Regions from separate parts of the Mus musculus genome. Here regions 1, 2, 4, 5 and 6 are each linked to region 3. Evidence: chromatin contacts called from public Hi-C, promoter capture Hi-C and targeted proximity ligation data. All regions are on one chromosome and are shown on one strand. The core of a region is the stretch at or near the end of the contact, and the rest is flanking DNA. Distances in the headings are between cores, read along the strand shown.

Region 1 (4,324 bases), core at 1,088-3,587, 2.8 Mb before region 3:
GTTTTAAATGAACTTTTCCATTTTCAAATGAGTCTGTTTCCAAGAAGGTGCCTGGGAACTCGGATTAGCCAACCCTTAATCCCATCCATCCTCATTAGATTAGAGGTGCTCTTGCTGAACCATGGAGCGGTGGGGGAGTGTCTGCTCTGAAGGGTGGCTGTGGACTGTTTCTGGGGCCCTGTTTATTACTTCCCCATCCTCACCGCACCCCAGGCATCATCCACGCTCGGGCACTAGTCAGAGAGTGCTTGGCAGAGACAGAACGCAATGCCCGCACGTAACAGGAAGCACCTTGACCTCCTCGCCGGGACCTTTCTGGCCACTGCAGAGCGCCTGCTTCTCCCTGGCCTTCGCGCCCCAAGTTGCTTCCTATCCTGGGCTTCCTGTCCTGTGTCCCTTAGTGGGCACCCTCCAGGAACCAGGTAGCAGATCTTCGTCCAGTTGGCTGTACAAACTGGTCTCCTCCCTCTGTGGGAGTGCTGGGAGGCCACTGGGAGTCCCTTCCATGACCTGCTCACAGTGCTGATCTGACGGGAGCTTGCTCCTCTCTGTGGCCCCACCACACAGCACTTACTCCTTAACTCTTAGCCCAGGCCACCTCCTGCCTCTTCAACAGGAGTGCAGAAGACCTTCCTGCCTCATCTCTGGGGCCACAGCCGACTCTTTTTTTGGTGTGTCTTTTACTAAATATGTCCTTTTTGTATAAATAAAAGATGCTTTGGAGTCATTCTCTCAGCCTTTCTGTGTGTGGTTCCTCTGGGGAAGCCTGAGTGGGCAGAGGGGAAGGGCAGAGCAGGAACTGGGAAGGGCGCTTGAACCGAGCTTTGCCTTCCCATCTTGTCCATTGCTACCTCCAGCTCTGCGCCTTGCAGCTGAAGGCCAGACAGAACACCAATGATGTCTGCATAAGGAGGTGCCACCAGGGGGCAGCGTAGGGCTTGGCTGCCTTCACAGCTGGAGGCACTATTGGACAGCCGGAGCCTAAAGGGCCCTTCCTGTAGATTGGCAGGCATGCCTGGCAGGGTGGAAATACCAGTTCACTTAAGCCTCTCCCGTGAACGTCCTAATGCCCCTACACCAGCTCCGCTTTAAAACCATCCTTGGAAGGCTCTAAATACACCGGGTCCCTGACTCCTAAGGGAGGCAGTTAGAGGCTCCTTCCCCCCCACCCCCAGCACCTTGGCTTGATGCTGCTATCCACTGTCCTGACAACTTCCACAAGGCTGGGTGTGGCTCCATGAGCCAGCCCCGGGTGTCTCGGCCTTTGTACAGAGTCGGAGCAGTTAGATGGGTGTCCAAATTTGAGAACCTAGCAAACATAGTAGGGAAGGACTTGGGCTTCATTAAGGGGATGGCCTCTACCTGGGCATGTAGCTAAGTAACCGTGAAATGCCAACCTAGGCAGAGGCAATTGAGAACTTCCAAATTCTGGCTAACTTTGGGGTACAACATTTCCTCTAACCTGGGCTCCCCCTAGGTCAAATCCCACCTCTTCAAAGCACACAGGAGGGCTGCCCTGACTGGGCCTGGGTGGGAAATGAAACCAAGAATTCTTGGGGTGTCCAGACAGCACAGAAATAAAGAACTGGAATTTGGGGCCCGGCCTCTTCCCCGTCTGTCTTGGAGAAGGAAAGCAGGGGCCAGCCTTGCTGCGCCGCGGGCGGGGCTGCCCCGACCCTGCCGGGGTGGGGAGGACCAGCCGGGCCCAGGAAAGGGGCGGGGCAGCTGCAGTGACGCGGCGGGGAGGGACAGCAGGGGCGCCGGCGGGCAGACCGGGAAAAAGGTCGGGGCTATGGGCCGGCTCCGCGCCTCCAGAGGGTCGGGCTCCATCTGGAAACCGAGGCCGGGACTGGGGGCACAACGGACTCCCACCTTGGGGTCGACCACCCCTGCCCCGGTTGGGTGAGGGGCGCCCACCAGAAGCTAGAGGTGAGCGGGGACGTCGGTGAGCGGGCGGGTCAAGAGCACGTCTGGCGACAGGGACAAGGAGCTGAGGGAAGTGAGGACAGAGGGCCTCTCGCCTGCCCGCTGGGTGCAAGGTGGGGGTGGAGGGGTGTCTGCAGCGGAACTGTGGCGCCATGCCGGGACGCAGGTGGGCAGAGTGGGCCTCCCAGGGCGGAGGCCAGAGGGATACCAGTGGACCGCTCCTACACCAGCCTGGAATGGGCAACCTCGTGGGAAGATGATGGGGTGGCTGTAAGGACGAATGGAAACTCAGCGAAAACCAAGGGTACATACAGTTCAGGAACCGGGTACCTTCTAGGGTGGTAAAAGCAGGTTTTGGGAGGGGGGGACGGACGGAGGTTTTGTTTTGTTTTTTTCTTCTGGCACCGTAAGGTAAGTTAGTATTAGCAGAGTTGCAGAGGCCCATTGGGGGTCGCTTCCTGAAAGATATCTTGGCGGACAAGGGTCTAGGTGAACGTCTAGGAGTGGAGTACACAGAACCCCACCGACTTCAGGGGATGAAATGGTGAAGGGGGCGGGTCCCTAAGGTTCTGGTCTTGGAAGCCAGGCGCGGCCCGGAGGGATGCTGTTTCGGGATGCGACCTCGGTGCAGACGCGAGGATGGCCTTGCGGCGTGTCGGCTCGCGTCCGCCGCTCTGGGGGGCCCGCGTCAGCGCGCGGTTGCCATGACGACAGGCAGGCGGGGGGCGGGGGCTGCGTGGAAAAGAGGTCAGCTCTGAGCCTTTCTACTGCTCTGGGCTCCGCGGTGCGGGAGGCAACACTGGGTTCGCCTCTGCCTCCCCCGCGGCGGGCCCGGCCATGGGGTTCCGCGGCCCGAGCCCCTCCGCAGGCGTGCAGGGCTCAGTACCGCGCACCACCGTCCTGCACTGACTGCCGCGCGGTACCCTGCGCTAGGAGGAGCAGAGGCCGCACGCGGTCAGCGGAGCGTCTTCAGGATGCTTATCAAGGAGTACCACATCCTGCTGCCCATGAGCCTGGACGAGTATCAAGTGGCCCAGCTCTACATGATCCAGGTGAGAATGGCGGGGAGGTCTGTAAAGGAGCCATGCTTCATGGTAGAGTGAAGAAGAAATTCACAGGCCTCAGGGGGATAGTCCCGCTGGATTCCCCCACAACCAGTTCCGTTAGTGGGTTCTGTAGCCCATAAGAGGACAGAGAGACATCCTCTTTGAATAATCAAGCAGAAGGGTGGGACAGAGGGGCAGAAGGGCAAGGAAGGCCAACGGGTGCTTTCAATCCATTAAATGCCCAGCCTGCACAGCCTACATATGGTCTCCTTTAATCCTAAGAATCTGTAATCCCATGGGGGAAGGGAATGCAGTCTATGAGGAGACCAGGGAGCCAGGCCCACTAGGTGGCAGGTAGCTTAATCAGGGGTTCTGGGGGAAAGTGAATTCTGGCATTCCCGGGAGATCAGAAAAGAGGCGCATGGATCAGGGCCTCAGACTGTGGCAGGAACAGACAGGGCAGGCAGGAACTAGATGGTGAGGACGGACATCTGGCCTTTGGCTGTTGAGAGACATGCTGGATCAAGGCAGGCTAGCGGGGCTTCAAGGGGTCTGAGCCAGGTTTGTTCTTCGGACCTATAAAATCTACATCTAGGAGGAGAGAGGGCCATATCCCACCTCGTGGGGTCAAGTGGGCCACACCTGGGCTTCAGAACTATGAAAGGGCAACCAGAGGCTCTCACACACTGACAGACGTCACAAGAGCTGGGAATGAGGTTCCAGCGGGACAGGGCAAGGCAAGTCTGTTGAGAGGTGGTCTTGTTGCTATTCCTTGAAAATACTCGTCATACCCCTCCCTACCAAGTTTGTACACACTTCTCTGCCTCCAGCCCCCTGTGTGCACACATACCACATATTCAAGCCATGGCCATGTCCTCTCAGTGATCTGTGACCCTCTGTGGCATTTAGACCCCAGGTCTTCACCCTTGCTGACCCTTCCTTTCCTCGTGGCACTCACCGCCTTCCTGTTTTGTATCTCCCTCTGCTGCAACCTGAGTTATGCTGTCAACAAACCCCAGTCCTACATCCCACCCAATGAATGACCAGATCAAGTGTTAGGTTGCAGGACCCCATGGGAACTGGGCAGAACCCATGATGCCAACCCCAGGGACTTGAAAAGGCTATGTAAGCTGCAGAGATAACTTGGCTGTTAAGAACAGTTGCTGCTCTTATGGGGGACCTGGATTTTGTTCCCAGCACCCACAGGGCAACTCACAGTCAACAGCTAGTCCAATATCCAGGGATCCAATGCCCTCTTCAAGCACCAGACATGCAGGTGGTAGACATACATATATAGTCAAACACTCATACACTCAAACCTCTTTTTAAAGAGTGATGCAAAGAATTAGAAC
Region 2 (3,984 bases), core at 1,051-3,550, 2.8 Mb before region 3:
GGATGAGGTAGAGTTTGCCACCTGTCTGGAAAGCATAGGCCAGTTCTACAATGAAGGGATGCTTCACAGATTCTAGAATGTTCCTCTCAGCCCGGGTATGGGCTGTGTCCTTGGCACTGCATACAATCTTGGCCTAGAGATGCAGGAGTCTGTTAGAAGGGGAGGCATCCAGAGTGCTTGCCTTTCTGCTCTGCGGATTGACTGCCACCTCAATAGAATGCGCAACCTCAAGAGTCAACTATACTGAGGAGGAGCCAGTGTTCCAGTACACGTCTCTTGTTTCAAATAAACATTGAAACAACTTGGGTATGTAAGTGTCTAGATGCTAGGTCTGTGCAGTGATATCATCCTGACAGTAACCAACCCATAGAGTCGGGGTACCAAGGGTGGAACAGTATCACAAAGAGCCCCCTTTCTAGAAGCTTCTCCAGTCTGCCCTCCACAAGATCTGATCATGACAAAGACAATGGGAGGACTGGGCACTGGACTCAGAGGTTCAAAGTGTGAACTATGAAAGCATAAAGATCTGAGTTCAAATCTTCAGTAGCAATATAAAAAGCCAACGATGGCTGTGCGTGCCTGTGCCCTGTGGGAGGGGCACAGAAGCACCACTGGGTCTCCAGCCCAGCTTCAGTGAGACCTTGTCTCCTGAGAGGAAGTGACTTAAAAACAGTAAACTTTTCCGGAACCGGTTTATCCTCTCAGTCTCTCACCCTTGATACTTTCTTGTGTTCTTTGAGACAAGGTATCATTATGTAGCCCCTGGTGTGCTGGCCTACCACCACTCAGATCCTCCGGCTTTACCCATTCAAGTCCTGAGACTACACAGTATCCTACCAAGTTCAGCTCAACTTGACCCTGCTGACACACTGAGCCACACAATTCTTTGTCGTGGGTTCCTGTTGCGCTGCATCCTGGGCTTCTATTCACAGAATGCCAACAGTACTGCCTGTCCTCATGAGTCCTGACAATCAAAGCTTGCCATATGTGCCCTAGCAGGCCAGCTTCTTCCATCCAAGAATTACTCCAAAATCGTATGTATGACAATAGATGCTAAGTCAGCAAGTGTCAAGATAAGGACTGTCTTTATCATGTTTCCGGCTGTCTTCCCGAGACCTGGCACAGGCTGATGGGGATGGCAGCTACTCTGTCTCTGCTGGCTAAGCGAGTGACTCACCTTCCTTAAGACCTTCATGGCATATATTTTTCCCAAGTTGGTGCCTTGCACTTTTCTCACCTGGAACACCTGTAGGGCAGGGGAGACAGGATTAACTTCTCTGACCACACCCCACCTTCAAGGTTGCCCCACCCTAAAGGGACCAAAAGGTCTAAACTCAGCTTAAGGGTGGAACAGTAAAGATCTCCATCAGATTTTGAAAGGATATGCCCTTCCTTCCCCCAGGTCTCCAGCTCTGAATTCCATCAGAGACTCCGTACATTTACAAGCCTATTGGGTGTGAAGGATAGTATGCTGTCTCAGGCTAGAGCTGAGGTCGCCAGGGAGAGAGGGATGTTAGTACCTTGCCATAGCCCCCCTTGCCCAGTACACTCAGTAGCTCAAAGCAGTGGGGCCCGATGCGCTCAGGACCCAGGTTCACGCTGCTCTCTGTCAGCTCTACTTCTTCATAGTGTCCCACTGTCCTAAAGACAGAATAAGTTAATGAGGGAAAGGCTCTAGTGTACTCCAAGTCCCGACCCCTACTCCATACCCCCACCCCCCAAGCAAGACCCTCACTCACTCCAGGCCAGCAGCCCTTAATTCGCCAAGGGGACACACGTCCTGTGAGAAACCAAGTAATAAGAACCATGGGAGGTGCCAGAATACCTCCTCCCAACCTAGGCTCAACTGCTTGGCCCAGGGGAGAGGACCAAGGATAGAAGACAGGAGCAGGGATGGGGAAAGGTTGGGAAGGAGAGACCAAGGATAGAAAAGGAAAGATTGGGTCCAGGGGCTGGGGCTGGGGTTGGGGTTGGGGCTGGATCTGGGTTTGTAGGGGTCACAAACCACTCAGAGTTGGGAGCGCCAGGGTTTTGGTTAACCAGCCGGGCTCCCGGGTCCAGTCGCGCCCGGAGAGAAACACTCACCGCAGGGCTGAACTCCGGTTCGCCCTCGCCCTCGCTCCCTTCCTCGGTCTCCAAGTCTAAATCAAATACGGCCGCCATGGCCCCGCCGGTCCCGCGGGACCCTTGGCCCGGACCAGGCAGAACTCTGACTGACAGCACCGGGCTGTGCCTACGTCATTTCTCCGCGACAGCAGCCGCTCGCTCTGTTGACGCAATAGCTTCACCCACTCTCAAGTCGAGTGGGAAGAAAAGATGGCGCCTGTCGGAAAGCCTCTCGGGAGTCGTAGTTCCAGACATCTGGACCTCCCATCCTGCAAGCCTTATGAATAGAATAGGCTTTACTAGACCATCTTCCTTGTCGGTTTCTCCTGGGCCAGCTCTCGCCCCGAGCCGCGCGCACAGAGGCTCCCATTTTGACTCTGGAGCAAGTTCAAGATTTAATGGGCAGAATTACAGATGCATGAACGTTTAAGTGGCAACTCCTCAGCCCTTCTTAGTGCTGTGAGCTGCCCAGAAAGAAAACTTGTGTCTGTTCGGTTGTATTAGGGGACAGTAAGCTGTATTAGGGACACTCCATACAACCTCCCTGAAGCTCACAGACCCTGCAGGTCTGACATTTTCTGGGCGACTGCCTGGGCTTTGTTTCAAGGCTCCCTTTCTGAAGGGCTCAACACACCTAAATATGGACTTTTGCTAATGTATGCATACCGAGTATTTGAGCTGCCTAGTTCAGAATAGATATTTTAATAGAATATAGTTGAAAGGATGGATGAGAACTGGCGAGATGGTTCAGCGGGTAAAATCACTTGCCATACAAATGGCAAGTGACTGCTGGGGTTCGATCCCAAACGAAGCCTGTCCATTTCTATTGGAGTCTGTCTGGATAGCTTTTCCATTGCACACGGGATGCCCACTGAGGTATAGGATATGAACTCAGATGAACAAAATTTAGGGGTATCCAGGTCTGCAGAGGGATTACTGCCTGAATATGATTTAGGATTATAATTCAAGAAAAAAAAATCTCAAACATACATGTAGATATAAGGTAAGCCCGTAGCAAAGGTCAACCCTGGGGCCCAGCCAATGGGGTGCTTTCTACCTCTCCCTCCCACTTCCCAGCTCCCCACCTACTGAACCTGGGAGGGGAGCACTAGCTAAAACACTGGACTCCGGATACTTCACTAGTTAACAAGTCTTTATTTAGGTAGGCAGGTTTCAGGAGCTGTCCTCGGCTCCTGAGCAAAGACAGGTGTTTTCAGAGTAGCTAGCTCCCTAAAATGAGGAAAGGTGTACACAGAAGTCCCAGGGCCAAGCTAGCTAGGAATGCCAGAGGCCAAAGCAACAAAGCTGGTAGAGATCGTGTGTGGTGTATGGGAGGCAGGTGTTTAGGAGTCTGAGTGCTGCCTATAAATGAAGATAGAAAGGAGAGAGGACCTGGAGGCTAACTGAGCGTTTAAAACAGTAAACAGAGAAGGTTGGCCTTGGCATTCTGTCTACATCCACTATAATAGGAACTTGGAGGCAGTCTTTTTTTTTTTTTCTCTCTCTGAGCCTGCTTCCTCATCTGTAACATAGGGGCACTAGGGTCTGCCTGAAAGCATGAAGGGAAATGTTTACTCCTAGTGCTGAGCACAGACATTTGCTTCTACTGCTCAGGCCAACAGACACAGTGAAGCACGGCCAGACATTTTCAGCAGGCTCTACAACTGTCCTGGGTTTTGCATAAAGGCTAGTGTGCTAATCTCCCATTTCATGGCCTTTGTCCAAGGCTAGGGGCTGGTGAAGGTTCTCTCCTTGTGTAGGTGACAGGAAGAGCTGGACCTAGGCGGTGGAGGGGTAAGAGAGGAGGAGCCTGGGTTTCACCCACCCCCATCTGGGCTGGGCACTGATGTGCCAGTGAAGAAGCTGCTATTTGTTAGT
Region 3 (4,582 bases), core at 1,681-4,180:
AGGACACGTACCAGCAGAAGGACCCAGGGCTGTGCCTGGCGCTGGCGAGACAGCACTGCACACAGTACATTCACCAGCAAAAAGAGCAGTGAAGCACCCACGAAGGCCCCTCGGACAGCCAGCCTGCAGCCCACAGCAAAGTCAGCCCCAGACCACGGATCCCCTCGGCCCTCACCAGCAACCCTGACTCCTCAGGAGACCCCAGGGTCAGTTAGAACTCAGATGGCCACACCTAAACTCTGCTCATCTCTTTCTGCAGATGAGGAAACTGAGGGGGTGATTGAGAGCTACAGCATCATAGGAGCACCGGGTCAAACATCTGTTCCTGAGTGGGCCTCATTCCAGCTGTGTGACCTTGAACATGGTGCTTTGTCTAACTGGGCCTCAGTTATCCTCTCAAATGACGATAGGAATAGCACCTCAGGTGAGATGTGAAATATCTTTATAAACTAGAAGGCACTGTGTAAGGACAGGGGTGTTGCAGCCAAGGTCACTAAAAGTGCAGCAGGACTTCATGCATTCCATGGGTTGGAGCCTCCATCTTTCTCCACCACAGGTGATATTGATGGTCTCTCTCCCCTGACACTATCATAGATGTCTGTATCAGACGCTTCAGGTTTCTCAAGCTCTATCACAAATACTTCTGAGGTTCCTCCTGTCTCAACCCTGCTGGGTGGGCTTCCTCCCTGCCACTGACCCATTGACATCTCCAGTACTTACAAGCCTCGGCTCATCTCTGGCCGACGCTTCGCCTTGGCCTTGAACACCACCTGGGAGCAGAGATACCCCATCACTCCTTTGGACCATTGAGATTGCCCTCCTACTCCCACCACACCGGTTCCCGTGGTTACCTGCACAAAGTAGAGGTTCATAAGCGTCAGTGTGAAGAACTGCAGGCAGACAGGGCAGCAATAGAGAAGCCAAAAAGGCAAGGGCCCCAGGCGGTTGGCCCTGGGAGTATCTCGGAAGTAGAAGGAGAAAAGTGTGGTACGCAAGGCTGCCCAGAGCAGACAGAGCGCCAGGAATACTGTCTGATAGCTGAGGCGCTTGTGCCCATACAGAAGCACCAGCCAGAGCTGGGCATAGACAGAGAAGAAGAGCAGAGCATATAGGGCAGTGTAGGCAGCGGTCAGCCCCAGGGTCACTGTAGGCGGCAGTGCAGGTACCAGCCCAGCTGCAGGCACCAGACCAGACAGGTTACTCTCCATGTCAAGGAGGGAGGCCTGAAACCCGGAGACAGAGATAGAGGGCTGGCCAGAAGCCAGGGAAATAAATACGGAGGGGTGGGACCTGCAATAGGTGGTGAGACCTGGAAACTCTGGAAAAAAGAAGTTGAGGTTGTCAGGCCTTTCCTTCTCAGCAGAGTCGGGCGTGGGGGTGGGGGTGGGGGTGGGCACGGGTAACCTGGGCCCTGGGCCCTAGACCCGTCACTCTGGAGTGTATAAAGTGGTCTTTCCTACCCAGGGCAAATGAAATGGGGGTTGGGGGTGTCCCTCCCTGGGCCAGCCCCAGAGCCAAGATGCGAGGATGCAGTGGCACAGAGTCCCTGGCCTTGGTTGCTCGTGTCCGGCTGGCAGGAGGGGGAGAGCCGGCCGATGCCCGTCAGCTTAGGACAGCGGCCGCTGCGGGGGCGCCCAACGCCCCGCTCTCCCCCTCCCCAAGCTTGGTTCCTCTTTCCCCTCCAATAATCCGGATTGGGAGGCTTCTTCCTCTGTCCTCAAGATTCCAGACGTGTTCCCCCACCGCGTCCACCCTCAGCCCCGGTGAATAAGAGGAAGTCGATGTCAGGTCTCAGGCCGCTGCGGGGTAAGCGGGATCCGGTCGCCGGGACACCGGGCTCCAGCTCCCCGGCTCCCTCTGCTCCGCCCCACTCCTGCGCCTGCGCGGACGTCCGTTCGCTACGTAAACTGCGTAGCGACCGGCAGGGACTCCGAAGCCATGCGCCGCGCCCGGCGTGCATCTCTTCGAGAATCGCCGCAAGGTGCGCTGCCGGCGGGTGTCCCGGGTTACGGATGGCGGCGGGCGGCCGAGAGTAGAGCAGGCCGCACGCAGCAAGCACCTGGGCTACCAGTGCCATGGACCGCCAGCTCTTAATGTTTGGGGACTACCATTTCCCACGCTTAGATTCCCAAATCCACATCGCGTTCGGCGTGCCCATATGGGGGGCGGCAACGACTTCCCCGCACAGGGTCACTGAAGGAAACTTCCGCCCACAACCAAGATGGTACCCGGACCCCGCCCCCTAGCTTCTGTCTGCAGGCCCCGCGCTCCGGCCCGGGGCAGCGTACGCACACCTATCCTGGCAGCAGAGGCCCCTGGAGCCCCACGGCTCGCCTTCCTGGGCGCCCCGTCCCTTCTTCCGCACCCGGGCGGCCATCCTGCCGTAAAGGAGCTCCCGAAATGGCGCGGGGGGTTGTCCCCAAGACGGGCAGTGCAAGGCCTCCACGATCGGGAAGAAGGAGCTGGTCTTCCCATCCCGGTCACTCGGTCCAGGGGGAGCAATAACCATCGCAACGACCATTGCATCCGACGGCCGAGCTTCAGTGAACGGCTCTATAAGTAATCACTAAGCTGTTTACAGAGTTTTCACCAGCTCCCCAGGGAGGTGTCATTAACCCCATTTTACAGGAGGGAATTCGGGCCCAGAAGGGCTGGAGGACTTATCAGCCGAAGCAGGCCTCCAGGATCCAAATGGGAACCCCAAAGCAGCCCTCGCTGGCTCCTGCACACGCCCTAGGCTTGAGGAAGTCCGATCCCGGAATCCGGAGCCTGGGGAGCGACGCGGGAGGAAGGCGGTGGAGACCAGCAGGTCGGCGCAGGGGTGGGACCTGGCTTGGGGTGGCCCCGCCTCCAGGCCGACCCGGGATTTACTTCGAAAACTGATTGGGTCAGATCTGTGACAGTTCTCGTCGCCCAGGAAACTAGGGCCGGGCGCCCTTAGAACTGGAGGGAGGAGGCAGGCCCGGGTCAGGGGCCTCGAGATCGGGCTTGGGGTGAGACCTATTCCCGGTCCTAACGGGCAGGGGGAGCGCACTAGTGTCTGGACAGAGCTCTGAAGAGAGATTTAATATTCGGGCGACAGCCAGGCAGACTGAGCAGACAAATGAGGGATTGGGAAGATTTGGGGAGTTGAGCTACCGTGGTGGGAGAGGGAGACAGGAGTACCTCTCCTCTGCTTCTCATAAACACTGTTTGCCTAGCTGTGTAGTGAGTACTTCTTACCTTGTCTCTACAGCCCAGAGTATGTTCCAGATCCCAGAGTTTGAGCCGAGTGAGCAGGAAGACGCTAGTGCTACAGATAGGGGCCTGGGCCCTAGCCTCACTGAGGACCAGCCAGGTCCCTACCTGGCCCCAGGTCTCCTGGGGAGCAACATTCATCAGCAGGGACGGGCAGCCACCAACAGTCATCATGGAGGTAGGTTCCTCACTACCATTATCTGCCTGTCCCATGCCCCCTGACTCTCAGGTGCCCCTTACGTTGCTGTTGCAGCCATACTTCCTAAAGATTCTTGGGAAGCCCCAGATAGCTCCTTTCATCAGATTGCTTCTTCTACAAACCATCACTGGGCTAATTCACAGAGATGTATGGTATGCCCTTAATGATTAAGCTGACTCACTGAATGCTGAAAACAGACCCCCTTATTATGTCCCCAAGATCAGTGGGAGGTAAGCAGAGCCCCAAAGAAGTGACTTTTCTCTTTATTTATTTATTTATTCATTTATTTATTGTATGTGAGTACACTGTAGCTGTCTTCAGAAGAGGGCATCAGATCCCATTACAGATGGTTGTGAGCCACCATGTGGTTGCTGGGAATTGAACTCAGTACCTCTGGAAGAGGAGTCAGTGCTCTTAACCACTGAGCCATCTCTCCAGCCCAAGAAGTGGCCAGTAGGTCCGTTCGTTCGTTCGTTCTTTCTTTCTTTCTTTCTTTCTTTCTTTTTTTAAAATGATTATTTTTTGGTTTTTCAAGACAGGGTTTCTCTGTGTAGCTCTGGCTATCTTGGAACTCACTCCTACAGAAAAACCAATAAATAAATAATAATAATAAAAACTAATAAAAAAGGAAGAAGAAAGCTGAAGGTTAAAAGAAGGGATGGGGGAGGGGACTGGAAAAATGGCTCAGTGGTTCAGAGCATTTACTACCAGGCTGGCCTTGAACTCAGAAATCCTCATGTCTCTGCCTCCCAAGTGCTGGGATCAAAGGCGTGCACCACCGCCGCCCAGCTCAGTAGGTTCTTTCTTACTCTATGGCTCGCCTTCAGCCCGACTATTCTTGCCCAGATGGGACAGGCAGGTGACCCTAAGTGACAAACAAGAGCCGTGTGAAGCTGGAAAGTGTGAGTGAGTGCCAAGATGGAAGGAGAGGCCTTGGAGATACTGGTTATACTCCCCACTTCCCATTGCTGACCCTGTATAGCCAGAGAAATCTGAGCTCAACCAGGTTTGTCACTGGCTCCATAGAACTTAACTTATCCCTACCCCCTCATGTATCCCTGGACTGTCTCAAACTTCTATACAGCTGAGACTAGCCTTGAACTCCTGATCCTCCAGCCTCTACCTACCAAGTACTAGGATCACAGG
Region 4 (4,186 bases), core at 1,014-3,513, 2.7 Mb before region 3:
CCTCTCTAGCCCTGCTACTAGCAAATATTTTATTTGAGAAATGCCTCCTACCACAGATATTAATCTTTGTTTTTGTGGTGCTAGGAATTAGATGTAGGGCCTCACACATGCTAGAAAGATTTCATCTTATAATGGCTTAGAACAACATTCCTGGGGCTGGAAAGATGACTCAATGGTTAAAAGCATTGGCTAATCTTCCAGAGGACCCAGACTCAGTTCCCAGCACCCACATGACAGCTCACACCAGTCTGTAATTCCAGTTCCAAAGCTTCTGATACCTTCACACAGACATACATGCATGCAAAACACCAAAACATGTAAGAAAAAAGACAAACAACAAAACCCTAGGGCTTCTGTTCTAAACAGCTTTTCCAAAGCTCGAATCTTCTTCATTCTTTGCTGCCAACAAGAAGTGTCTGCCTCCACACACTTTCTGGAGCTGGCCCTTAGGTTCCAGGGGATCCCAGACTTCTTGGGTGCTCTGGTCGCCTGACTGGCACTTAGCTGCCAAGGCGTACTACACAACCCTGGGAGTATGAGTCCATCTCTGGGCAACTCACTAGTATCAACAGAGGCCTCCTGTGGATTAACAGAGACCTCCCTCATATAACCCCAGCTCTTGGCTCACAGGGGACAAACCTCCCTTGTCCATTCCCAGCCCTCCAGAGACAGATATGCCCTTGCCTTGCTGTCTCTAGATGAAGTGGCAGAGTTGTTGTGGCCCCAGATCTCATAGCACTGATCTTAGATAGACATGAGCTCCGGGTGGTTCCTTACCAGGCGGATATCATCCTGCGGCCTCAGCAGCTCCACCATGAGGTGCAGGTGCCGCTTTTGCACTTGTTTCCAGGGACTCTGGAGTCCTTGCCCTTTGTCAGTCTGGTCCTCGGTGGGCTGTTCCTCACCTGAGGGTTCCTCCATTGGCTCAGAGTCAGCCTCAGATGCAACATTACTGTCCCCTCCATCCTGAAGTCCCAGGACAGCCCCTCGGAGCACCGCAAAACTCTGCCTGGCAGAGCGATGGGGACATGGTTCAGGTCATAGGTTTTCAAACTTTAGGGAGGCTGAGTCCCCTGGCTGGCGGAAGTGGGCTGCTGGCCCGCTCTCCAGAGTCAGATGGGCCGGAGTGAGGCACAGTTTGCACTTTTGTAACCAGGACCCTGATAGCGGTAGGCACCTAGAGCCAGCCTTGGGCTCTCAGGCTCCTCCTCACCTTGTTTTGCACCTTTGGAATGTGTTCCTTTTCGGGGTGGACTCAGATGCTATAAACTTGTTTAAGCACTTATACTCCTTCAGGTCCCATCCTGCCCTTGGTCCTGGGATTACTGGGCGAGCCAAGGTCCAGGTAATGTGTGAAAGCATCTACTGGCCAGGGCTAAGTTAACCATGCTGGTTCTTCCACAAGCCAGAGATGTGATGTTTGCCAGCTCCACCCACAGCATCTGCCTCCCACCTAAGCATGAGTTTATCTGACAATACTTAAGTGAGTCCTTGGTCCAAGCAAGACATCAGGAGTCCACAATGGCAGCAGCTAGGCCACAGGCTATAAGGAAGCATTTGTCAGACAGAACTCACCTGCGCTGGAGCCGGCCTCTGCGTCTTACCACTCGGTCCTGCTGAGAAAGCAGCCCGGGAATAGAGTAAGAGAGCAGCTTCCAGGACAGGAAGCACCCAAAAGCCTCTCCTCTTCCTACAAGGGAGCGCTAGGTGGAAAAGAAATCTCTTTCCTCTGAAGCCGCTCCCCTCCAACAGGCCCCAGAGAAACCCGGCCTAAGTCCAGGTACAGCAGTGCTGCAAGGATAGGGGGTTGCAGAGTGTGGGAGGTATTTGGGCAGATCTGGGCTTCAACAGACCCGGGCGGTTCTCAGGATTCCGCATCTACCTACGTCGAGCTCCTGGGAGCCTCAGGGCCTCCCAAGTGCCTTAAAACGTGAGACTCAAGGTCCCCCTCCGCCTACTCCCAGCCGTCTGCTAGGGGCAGGACTTGCTCCCTAAGGCCTACCTTGGCAGCCAACTGTAAGAGCGTAAAACCAAGCTAAACTCACCGTGGGTCCCACAGGCGTGGAGTGGCCACTTGCCGGCGGCGAGCGACTCACTGTGACCAGCGCCATAAGGTAGGCAGGCCCGGAACACCTGGGCGAACACCCGGCACGACCCCTCCCTCAGCCTTACGGTCAGTCCCTGCCTTCGCACAACCAGGAAGAAGAGATTGGAGCCACCAGGGCCTGGCACCTCCTCGGGAGCGGCCCTTAAAGGGCCCGACTCATGACCAGTCTGGTCGCGTAGAGCTGGTACCGAGCGACAGCGGCCCCGCCCCTGCGGTCTCGGTTCAGCTTGCCCCGCCCCGACCGCGCTAGAGGCGTGGTCAAGGGCGTGGCGCAGGTGAGCCCAGACCTCACTTTCCCTGCTTTGGTCGCTTTGCCCACAGAAGGCTTTCAACCCTTCTTGCTGCACCCAGTAAGACTTGGACCCCCACTGTTTGGTTTATGCTATGGTTTCTTGGAAAGGAAGGAGCAAGGGCAACAGTTTTGTTTTTGAGACAGGGTCTCACTATGTAGCTGACAGACCTGAAACTCATTATATAGAGCAAGTCGCCTAAAACCCAGAGATCCACCTGCCTCTGCCTCCCAAGCACTAGAATTAGAGGCATGCGCCACCATACCTGGGAGGCAATGGGTCTTAAATCTACCACCCCATTCCAAACTTGCTCTCTTTTCTGCTTGGCTGTCATTCCTCTACTCTTGAGAAGATCTGGGAGAACAGAAGGCCTTTTTGGAATTTTTGCAATAGTCCCCAATACCTGTACGCATTTCAGGTCCACCCTAGGGGTGACTAGGACAGGGCTGAGCCCCTTCCCCAGAGAGTGACTTGCTTAAAGGTTCATTCTGGTAGAAAATACTTGAAACAGGGGGAACCTGTGCCTGAGTTTTGGGGATGAGGTGGGAGCTTCCCCCAGTAGGTAGAATAGGAAGACCCAGCCCAGCGGGAGTATGGACCATCAGGCTGGGTGGCAGGCAGAACCTGGGGTTGGGGTAGCATCCAGGGAAATTTCAGAATCTCCAGGAACTCCTGCCCCGTGAGAAGTGGTCTTATTTTCTAGCTGTAGAAATGGAGGCTCCAAAGCTGCTCAGTGCCAGCTCCAGCGAGGACTACCCATCAGTAACCCCATCCAGTGTCCCCTTGGTTCCAGACCACGCAGGACAGCAAGCCTACTGCTGATGGTCTCTTTATTTCCACCTCAGTCTCACTGCTAGCCTATCTTCAGTGCCCAGGTCCCAAGCTCAGCAGCAGACAGTTTATAAATAAATAAATTACAAAACCAGGCAGAAGGCATGGCCCTGGGGAGCCGTCCCAAGGCCAGGCAACTCAGTGCTCTGTGAGTGACAGCTGCAGGATCCGCTGTAAGTCGTCTTCTTCCTGCTGACCCCGTCGCTCCAACTCCTCCTGTTCCCTTGAAGACAACTCCAGGGCCAGGCGAAGCTGCTCCTCAAAGCTTGGGGGTGCAGGGGATGGAGGTGTCTTCTGAGGAGATTCTGGACCCCTGGACTCTGTGGACAGCTGTAGGCTTTCCTGCAGGGCCCTTCAGGGTAAGGGTTGAGGGGAGAGCAGACCAGTGAGAAGGCTTGGGGAGGAGCCAAGCCCATGCAATTTTGAGAACAAGGTGTCAGGGACAGAGACAAGCAGGCCCTCTTTTGGCTCTTCATGCTCCCCACGGTAAGCAGCATTTTGCCATGTGAAGGCATGGAGCCCTTGGATCAGAACTCCCTGGCTTCCCACCCATCACCAGCAGCCAGGGACCCACACACAGTTCCTGAGGGACTCACTGCTCCAACTGAAGCTGCTCTTCAAACACTGTGACTCGGGGAGGAGGGTGAATGCCAGGCCGTGTGTTGGTCAGGGCTTCCCACACCGTCACCTGCAGCAGCCAGAGCCCAGAACTGTCACCTTGGGCCTGTGGCTGTAGAGGCCATGACCCACCTTCCACTTGCATCCCACCTGCTCTGCCTCTGTGCCTGCCTCAAGCAGGCTCTGCTGGATGGCAAACTGCAGCAGGTCGTCATCCTCATCCCGAAGGGGCTCGCTGCGCTCAGCACCCAGCACACTGTATCCCTCGGGCACCTCGAATACAGTGGGGTCCACCTCACATGGAAAAGGGCTTCCTGGGCAGGGCAGCGGAAGGGTCATG
Region 5 (4,379 bases), core at 1,722-4,221, 2.5 Mb before region 3:
GTTGACCCAGGACAGAGATGACTCAGACCTGGTCCTGCCCTCCTGAGGTCACAGAGAGATGACCATGACAGAATGAGGGCAGGGTTCCCCAGGTAGGACACCTGTGGAAACTGGAGCAGTCTGAGGACTGCAGATTTGAATAGTTCTGCAGGTGGATGCTCTCTGCCACCTCCTGTCCCTGTCTTGTAAGCCATTCAGAATGGCTCTGTTCTCAGTGCCATCTGAGACTCCTTGGGGAAAAAGGTCTCTCTGTCCCATAAGCTCTATTTTGCCCCTTCAGCCGTGAACGTGACGTTGGAGGTTAGCCAGTGAAGATCAGAGGCTTCTCCAACCACTCTCTCCCCTGCCCTTTGCTGCAGGCAGAAAGCCTGGAAGACAGGAACCCATGCAGTGGACGTGGCTTCAGAGGTCATGGAGTGCCCTGGGCGAAGAGGCGGAGGTGGGGGGTGGGGTGGGGGGGTGCGGGCAAGGTGACCTGAGTGCCAGATCAAAGCTACCCTCATGTTCTCCTCAAAAGGCTCTGCCTGCAGTTGCACTTGGGAGGTGGAGGCAAGGAGGTTAGAAGGCAATCTTGGGGCTGGTGAGATGGCTCAGGGGTTAAGAGCACTGACTGCTCTTCCAAAGGTCTTAAGTTCAATTCCCAGCAACCTCATGGTGGCTCACAACTATCTGTAATGGGACCCGATGCTTTCTTTGGTGTATCTGAAGACAGCTGCAATGTACCCATATAAATAAAATAAATAAATCATATATATATATGCATCTTTGGCTACATATCGAATCTGAGGTCATCCTGGCCTACCCAAGACCGAGCAAGACAAACCAGCCGGACAGCTGCAGCACACACCGGTAATCCCAGGCAGAGACAGGCAAATCTCTGTGTTTGAGGCCAGCCTGGTCTATAGAATGAATTCCAGAACAGCTAGGGCTACACACACAGAGAAACCCTGTTTCTAATAGTGGTATTTCATACTTGAAGTCACAGCACGATAGAAGCAGAGGCAGGAGGATCATTGATTTGACATGAATGTAGACTACATACAAAGACTTTGTCTCAAAAAGAAAACTAACTAACTAAAACATAAAACATAATTAAAAGAGCCCTCTCTCATGCCAGGGATTTCCTAGACAAAGGAAGACTAAGGACAAGGTTGGTCCACCCCCCTGGTGACCACTCTGGTCCTCTGCCACTCACTCCAGTGCGTCCTGTAAAACATATATGGTTCATGAGCCTCTTAAGTGGTGGCACACACCTTTAATCCCAGCACTCATGAGGCAGAGGTCAGCATGGTCTACAGAGTAAGTTCTAGGGCAGCCAGGACTATACAGAGAAACCTTGTGAACACACACACACACACACACACACACACACACACAAAACCCCATAAACAGTTCATGGACTTTTCTGCCTAGTGTCTAGGATGCCTGCCCCAGGCCAGTGTTGCAGAGCCTTCCCCACCCCCTCCACCTTTAGGTGCCTCCTCTGATCTCCTGGTTCCCACGTTGGTTGGGTTCCCATGGGCAGTACCTAAAGACCTGGAAAATATCTCCTATACTTAAAAACAAAAAAACTGTAACTGGTCAAAGAAGGTGACGTCAGCTTTGCAAACCACAAAACCAAAGGCTGTGAGATGGGTATGGTGGTGCATACACGTGATCTGAGCAATCCTTGGGCCGAGAGACAGGAGGACTGAGCGTACAAGGCCTCCACAGTAATATCCTGTCTCAAAAACAAAACAGGAACCACTAAAGTAAAACGACAAAAATACAACCCCCCCCCCCAAAAAAAAACCCAACAACCATAAAAACCACTGGTATTCAGAGTAGCAAGCAAGACTGTGCCCTATTTGCCAGGTCAGCTTCTCTGGCTCCTTCCATCAAATTACCCACTTCTGCACAATCCCAGAGGCCAGAAGGACGTGGGGACAGGAAAAGAAGGCTTGCTGCTGAAGGCAAACCCACAAACACACAGGACCCCCACTCCTCGTGGAGGCACAGAAGGAGGGCTCAGCCACTGTTCTGGTCATGGGGTCCTTGAGGACTCACAGTGACAAGCCCAGAGAGCCAGGATGCAACCAGGTACCGCACCGAGCCGGCCATCAGCCTTCAGCCTCACTGTCCCAGCTTTCTTCCCCCTATCAGGTTGCTCTGAGAAACTGAGGCTTGGTTAGAGTCGAAGTATGGCATAATCAGACTCTTCAGAGAAGGGTCGGTGTTCCAGTTTTCCTCTCTAGGGTAAAGCATGGGGATTTGCACCATAGTGGATGGAGAAGAGGTGATGTCGCCCGACGAACATCACTTACTAACTTTCAGCAACTAACTTTCAGCACTCTTTTCTATACTACGCTCGGGTAGGGGCTTTCAGTCCTATCATGTAGTTAACCTTCAGAGAGGTTAAGGGACTTGCCCAAAGGCACACAGCTGTAAGAGGCAAAGGCTTGATTTTACTGCTGCCAGTCGAGCTCCAAAGTCCTCACACTCTCGTCGCCAAGTAGTGACAACAACTGCTCTCGTAGGATTTGCTATTTCCCTAGGTGGCCCAATTCAGTCCCTGTGACACCCCTCCCCCTAAGTGCTATTAGTCCCACTTTGCTTCTACTGGCTAAAACTGAAAAACTCTGCCTTCGACCCCAGGCCCTGCTGAGATTTCCCCCTAGGAGGCTAGAGCTGGGTTCTTTCGAGGCAGCTCTCAGCAGACCCGCACATGGGGGGTGTCCCCAGCGCAGGGCCAAGGATGAGGGCACTCACCTCTGGGAAGGCCCCTTTGGCGAAGACCATCATCAGTGACGTCTTCCCGCAGCCCCCGTCGCCCACCAGGACCACCTTGACCGAGTGCCCGCTCTGCGGCGCCTCTTCTCCCGCAACCTGGGACGCGTTCATCCCTGGCTGGCGGACGGCGGTGCGCGGAGCAGCAGGCGGTACGCGGCGGGCTGGCTGCGGCGGGCGCGGGGCTGGCCCGGCGGGACAGGAATGTGGAAGGGGCGGGGCGGCGGGAGGAAGTGGGAGCGGGGCGGCCGGGACAGGAGGCGGCCCGGGGGGCGGGGGACACCCAGCTCAGGTGAGAAGCCCGGGACAAGATGGGGGTGCGGCGCCCGCCCAAGGGTGGACGCTCCTGGGGTCCGGTCTCCTGGCGTCCTGTCTAGACACTCAAGAAAGACTTTTGCAGCACCTACTGCGTGCAGTCGCTGAGGCCGCAGGGGTGAGCGGAGACCTACGCCTCCAGAGGGCACCCAGGGCTCGTGGGAGAGTAGACAAGTACTTGGAGAGAGGCTGGGGACAGGGAAGGAGGAAGCACCTGGACTATCTGCCATGGGTGGGAGGTTATTTTTATGAATGAATGGGTGGGTGAATGAATGAATGAATGAATGAATGAATATGAGTTTCTGCTATTTGCGGACCTCCTCCAAATGTTGTAGGCCAGATGAGAAAGGAGTGGCCCGGGCATGCCCTTGTGGGTCACTGCAGGACCTCTTCAGCCAGCTCCAGGAAGTTTCAATGAAGGTGGAATTACCACGCATCTCACCCAGGCAGCCAGTGAGCTAAGGAAAACTATGGAACCGTCCATCTGTAGAGCTCAGAGCTAGCTCTGGCACATGGCAGATGTCATGAATGGTTCATATTATGGTATATAGTATGATGGCCTTTTAGTTTTATTTTTTACGCGTGTGGGCGTTTTATCTGCATGTATAGACATAGACATGCATCCTGGTGTCCTCTGCACTCGGAAACCCTGGAACTAGAGTTACAGACATTATGAGCCACTATGTGGGTGAACCGGGATCCTCTGGAAGAGCAGCCAATGTTCTTAACCTCTGGGCCATCTCTCCAGCTCTTTGGTATAATGTTTAATCAATGCAGATGATCCTTAGTTTCTTAGAGTCTGGGGACCCTGCACTGTTCCGATCAAAACCTCGACTCTGAGAAGCCTAGAATAGGAGGTGTCAGGACAGGAGAAAGGAAAAAGGGGCTCTTCGAAGAGACTGGAGCAAGGTAGCCACGCCCCCACTTCTTAGCGACAGGACAGAGGGCGGGACTTGGCTGAGGAGCTAGTATCTGGAGGGTGGAGCACTTTGGATTTCAGGAATAAATCTTACTTTTCTCTAAATCTCCGCAACCTTCTTTGTGATCAGATTTTTCTTTTTAACTTTTGGTGAGCATAAGTGGGCTGGAAATGTAGCCGCGCTGCCCGGATGCTTAACCAGCACTCATGAAAGCCTCGGTCCCATTCCCAGTTCCACATAAACCGGGCTTGGAGATCCATGCTTCTAATTCCAATACTGATGAGGTGAAGCCAGGAAAATCTGAAGCTCAATGTCAGCTTGGCTGTTCAGTGAGTTCAAGGCCAGCATGGATTAGATATTCTGTCTAAAAAAGAGGGG
Region 6 (3,972 bases), core at 1,328-3,827, 2.7 Mb before region 3:
AGACACTTCGTATACAAGACAGAATTGAGCCACTAACTTAGACCACCAGTTTGGTCTCCACTCTGAGAACTCTGCATCAAGCAAAGTGTTCTAGGCAGGAAGGAAAATGATGAGGTTAGAGAAGAAAGTAGGAAAACACCCAAAGATAGGAGACCAAGTCAGTGCCCTAACCACCTTAGAGACACGTCGGATACTGAGCAGCCAGGATGATCCATCTTATTGCTCACCTGGAGAGGACAGCATGCTTCCTAGGGAGAGCTCCACCCCCACACACCTCCCCCACCAGAAGGCTAGTGCTAGGGTCCCTGCACTGAAGCAGAGCACTCCAGATCCCTTAGGGGCTGAGGGAACCTAAAGCCCCTGGGAGGTATCTTTCCAGTCAGTGTTGGAGAAGCTACCTGGACCTGAGCCAGGCAGATCTGGGGTGGGGGCTGAAGGGAGGGCAGGTAGGGATGGCTCAGCCAAGATCCACAGAGCAGGTCAGGGTGTCAGGAGCTGCCAAAGGAGACAAGCGACTAGGCGCAGGCAGTGGAGGGAGCTGCTGTGGCCGCCCAGCGGCACACCCCATTTCACGCTCCCTGGGCGGTGGCAGGCCCCACGGCTATCAGCTTTCAGGGGTGGGAGGGACCAGGAATGAGGAGGGGTCTGCCCCACCCAGGCTTCCCTGCTCCCTCAGGGCTTTGTGGACTCAGGAAGTGGGTGCCACATACCTTTGGGAACAGCCCCAGAATATCTGAGGCCTTCTTAGGGAGGAGTGGTGGTCAGTCCCACGGAGCCTAGGAGCTACCCACTATAGAGCCTCACTAGACCTAATGCCTGTGCCTTTCCCTGCCTAGTAGAGAATTCTCCCTGTCCCCCTTCCCAACTCTGTAGGGTCTCTTCTCCCAGATGTCCAGGAGACAGATGGAGGGATCAGACCTGAGCCACCCCAAACAATGGGTCCCAGAAAGGCCTTCCAGGTCTTTGCAGTGTGCCTGCAGCTCCTTCTTCTTCAAGAAGCTAATGGGGGAAGGCTAGCAAGAGGAGGTCCCTGGAGACACAACCTTCTGCCCACCACTGGTGGGTTTCTCTTTGGAGGGGTCCTCTTCTCTGCCTCCACACACACGGGAGGCCAGCCGAGTGCTTCCTAAGCCAGATCACAGAGCTTCCAAAAAGGAGGGCAAAGGCCTCCAACCAGCCATCCTTGCACCCCTGGAAGGAAGAACCGGATGGGCTCTCCAGAGGGTGATTAGTGCTGGGTCAGTCCAAGTGCTGGTTCCCAGACTCCCACGGGCCAGCATTTTCACCCGCTGCCAGGAAGTTGGTGAGGGGGAGGTGGTAGTAGGGGTGAGTCAGTGATGACAGGAGCCCCAAAACAAAGGTCATGGGTAGAGAATTGAGAGACGCTGTTTACAGCAATTACCTCCTGAGGTCTTCTCCCAATGCCTACCATTCTCCTCCAGCTCTAAGGCATTCGTGCTCCTGCTCTCCTGTCCAGGACTAACGACTGTGTATGTCCCTCTCTCTACCGCGCAAGCCTGGGAGCTTCTGCCGCACACGGGAAGCTAGTTAGTTACACAGTAGCTGTTACTAAGAGCACTTCTGCAGCACACGGGAAGCTAGTTAGTTACACAGTAGCTGTTACTAAGAGCACTTCTGCAGCACACGGGAAGCTAGTTAGTTACACAGTAGCTGTTACTAAGAGCACTTCTGCAGCACACGGGAAGCTAGTTAGTTACACAGTAGCTGTTACTAAGAGCACTGATCACAATTTGCCTACACTTCCCACTTGCAAAAAAACTCTTTTGATATCTATTTTGAGTTAGCATGTGGGAGATGCTTAGAACTCGGCACATGGAAAGTCCAATATGAGGGTTGGGTTTATTGAAATTATTTTCTGCTCATGATACACATTCAGAAAAAAACAAAAACAAAAAAACAGAGCAGATCTGTCAGTTAAGAACTGGGGATATGAACCCATGGAGAATGGAGACTATACTTCTGGCGTCCTGCTTGGAATGGAATCTTCCTGACTAGCAAAGTGGACAGAGGCAGGCTGTGGGACTTGACAGCGGCCACAGCAACCGCATGCCTGGGCTGGGTGGACAGTGGCTCTGCCAGCAGACTGTGAGAAAGGAGCCTTCTGAGCTCATGAGTTTCTCCAGCAAGGTCTCCTGGGGCCAGTAAGAGCAGCAGGGAAGGACCTGGACTAGTCCAAACTCTCTTTGGACCTACAGATCTGATCCCACAGCGCTCTAGGGCCAACCGGCAGGAGAAAAAGGTTCTCAGGGGACTTAAAAACTGGCCATGGGGATTAGTGAGGCTGAAAAGAACATTTGCCTAGGAAGGAAAAACGGGAAGTGAGAGGCCGAGGATAACTCTCTATATGTCCCAAGGGACCCAAGTGGACCAATGAGAAACCCGAGGAGGTGGTGAAGTCTGGGGCATCTTGACAGGTTCTTGGTTCCGCCTAACCCCTCCTCACTCGAAACGCAGCAGCAGCTACCCCGCCCCCCGTCTTCTGCCGATTGCCATTGGCTAGAATTAAGGTCCCGCCCCGCAAAGGCCGTTTGCCATTTGCTTAGGTCTCTGATGTTTGCGTGCTTGTGGGGGCGGAAGACAGGCGTCATTCCCTGGAACCTAGGGACTTCCTCTCTCTGCTTGTCTGGGTCAACTTGTCTGTCCATTGCTGGCCCATCTCTCTCTGGCCCCCTCTCTCACTCTCAGCAGCTGTCTCTCACAGGCCCGCTGCCCTGCCTTTTCTTTGCCTCCTGCTCCGCCTGCCTGGGTGGCCGCCATGGGTCGGAAGCGGTTCATCACTGACTCCTATCCTGTTGTGAAGAAGAGGGAGGGGCCCCCTGGGCACAGCAAGGGAGAGCTGGCACCCGAGCTAGGTCTCTAAAATGTGGGGGTGGCAGGAAGAGTGGACATGAAGTGACCAGAAAGGACTCTGTGTGTGTGTGTGTGTGTGTGTGTGTGTGTGTGTGTGTGTGTGTGTGTTGGCTAAAAAGGGAAGCTAGCATGTCTCGCACTTCCGATGAGCTGTCTGTCTGCTGGATGGCAAAGGCAAATGGGTGGGGAGATTGCCAGGATATAGAGTCACAGCTCTAAGTCCAGGGTAGGGCAAAGGCCTGGATGTGCCTGAGGAGCCACCACATGTTATTGCAGGGGAAGACACCCAGTCCCTCAGCCAGGAGGAAACAGAGCTGGAGCTGCTGAGGCAGTTTGACCTGGCCTGGCAGTATGGGCCTTGTACAGGTGAGCACCCCATTTCCAGTCCCTCCCATCAGGCACATCTCTGAATCAGTTCTGTTATCAATGTGTCTCAAAAGTAATCCTGCCTAGCTCTTGGACACTGTCTCCTGAAACTGACTATGGAGGCTCAAGAAACTGCCGTCCATGTCCACTATCCTGGATTCTCCTGCCTATCCTGTCTTCTTTTCCTGATGGCAGGTATCACAAGGCTGCAGCGCTGGAGTCGGGCAGAGCAGATGGGCTTGAAGCCCCCCCTAGAGGTGTACCAAGTGTTGAAGGCACACCCTGAAGACCCTCACTTCCAATGCAGGTCAGGATAGGCTGGGACAGCTTTCAGGGGAACCAGGGACTTCTCCAGGAGCTGCCACCCTCTTGGTCTACGTAGGGGCTACCTTGACTTGGAGAAGTGGGAACAGACTTAGACGGTCCTTCCTGTCAAGCAAGAAGAGTCTGGCTCGAGATAGATCTCGATAATGATCCTTACCTCTATGAGCTGATGGTGGGGGACGGGTATATCTAGGGCCCATGGAGCTATCCATGAGTCCTGAGGTGTTCACCAGAGCCACAGGATTGTAGGCAGTAAGTAAGTAAGAACTAGAGACAGTCCATCAAGGAACAGAACTGATGTGGCTATGACTTCCTTCTCCCACCCTGTCTTCCACAGCCTGTGGCATCTCTACCCACTCTGAGGTACCCCCACGTTGTCCTTCTCTGGGCACCTCCTAGCCACCAAGAACT

What was found. Hi-C and Micro-C count contacts between places; a contact is called where the count stands out from the background. Capture Hi-C pulls out chosen DNA fragments and counts their contacts.
Region 1: a targeted proximity ligation map of embryonic forebrain shows a contact between it and region 3, with 5 times the contacts expected there. A contact is called at or near these places in 2 of 130 datasets of targeted methods (astrocytes and embryonic forebrain).
Region 2: a targeted proximity ligation map of astrocytes shows a contact between it and region 3, with 7 times the contacts expected there. A contact is called at or near these places in 1 of 130 datasets of targeted methods (astrocytes) and 2 of 9 other capture datasets (adipose tissue and liver).
Region 4: a contact with region 3 is called in a Hi-C map of B cells, with 6 read pairs. A contact is called at or near these places in 1 of 484 Hi-C or Micro-C datasets (B cells) and 1 of 130 datasets of targeted methods (astrocytes).
Region 5: a promoter capture Hi-C map of adipose tissue shows a contact between it and region 3, with 4 times the contacts expected there. A contact is called at or near these places in 4 of 39 promoter capture datasets (hippocampal neurons, liver and pre-B cells) and 1 of 9 other capture datasets (adipose tissue).
Region 6: a promoter capture Hi-C map of liver shows a contact between it and region 3, with 6 times the contacts expected there. A contact is called at or near these places in 1 of 39 promoter capture datasets (liver) and 2 of 9 other capture datasets (adipose tissue and liver).

What each region holds. Positions count from the first base shown.
Region 1 is chr19:4,098,285-4,102,608 of GRCm38.p6, forward strand. Pitpnm1 (phosphatidylinositol transfer protein, membrane-associated 1) reads left to right here and starts at 2,338. Exons shown (of 23, transcript NM_008851.4): 1 at 2,338-2,978. The coding sequence starts at 2,901. Cdk2ap2 (CDK2-associated protein 2) reads left to right here. Exons shown (of 4, transcript NM_026373.4): 4 at 214-733. The coding sequence ends at 281.
Region 2 is chr19:4,161,083-4,165,066 of GRCm38.p6, forward strand. It overlaps Rps6kb2 (ribosomal protein S6 kinase, polypeptide 2), which reads right to left and starts at 2,301. Exons shown (of 15, transcript NM_021485.3): 1 at 2,086-2,301; 2 at 1,740-1,780; 3 at 1,521-1,641; 4 at 1,178-1,246; 5 at 1-133. The coding sequence starts at 2,163. Carns1 (carnosine synthase 1) reads right to left here. Exons shown (of 10, transcript NM_134148.2): 10 at 3,242-3,984.
Region 3 is chr19:6,939,632-6,944,213 of GRCm38.p6, forward strand. It overlaps Bad (BCL2-associated agonist of cell death), which reads left to right and starts at 2,931. Exons shown (of 4, transcript NM_001285453.1): 1 at 2,931-2,993; 2 at 3,236-3,415. The coding sequence starts at 3,244. It overlaps Gpr137 (G protein-coupled receptor 137), which reads right to left and starts at 1,562. Exons shown (of 7, transcript NM_207220.3): 1 at 852-1,562; 2 at 721-770; 3 at 1-123. The coding sequence starts at 1,208.
Region 4 is chr19:4,266,970-4,271,155 of GRCm38.p6, forward strand. Ssh3 (slingshot protein phosphatase 3) reads right to left here and starts at 2,264. Exons shown (of 14, transcript NM_198113.3): 1 at 2,046-2,264; 2 at 1,576-1,616; 3 at 778-1,009. The coding sequence starts at 2,111. It overlaps Ankrd13d (ankyrin repeat domain 13 family, member D), which reads right to left. Exons shown (of 15, transcript NM_026720.2): 13 at 3,997-4,160; 14 at 3,825-3,916; 15 at 3,211-3,580. The coding sequence ends at 3,367.
Region 5 is chr19:4,436,472-4,440,850 of GRCm38.p6, forward strand. Rhod (ras homolog family member D) reads right to left here and starts at 2,972. Exons shown (of 5, transcript NM_007485.5): 1 at 2,749-2,972. The coding sequence starts at 2,880. A930001C03Rik (RIKEN cDNA A930001C03 gene) reads left to right here and starts at 2,852. Exons shown (of 3, transcript NR_045990.1): 1 at 2,852-2,918.
Region 6 is chr19:4,229,316-4,233,287 of GRCm38.p6, forward strand. Pold4 (polymerase (DNA-directed), delta 4) reads left to right here and starts at 2,578. Exons shown (of 4, transcript NM_027196.4): 1 at 2,578-2,873; 2 at 3,148-3,237; 3 at 3,433-3,544; 4 at 3,899-3,972. The coding sequence starts at 2,777. The coding sequence ends at 3,923. It overlaps Gm45928 (predicted gene, 45928), which reads left to right. Exons shown (of 4, transcript NR_132309.2): 2 at 3,148-3,237; 3 at 3,433-3,544; 4 at 3,899-3,972. The region is part of intron 2 of LOC102631992 (a long non-coding RNA gene); the gene reads right to left.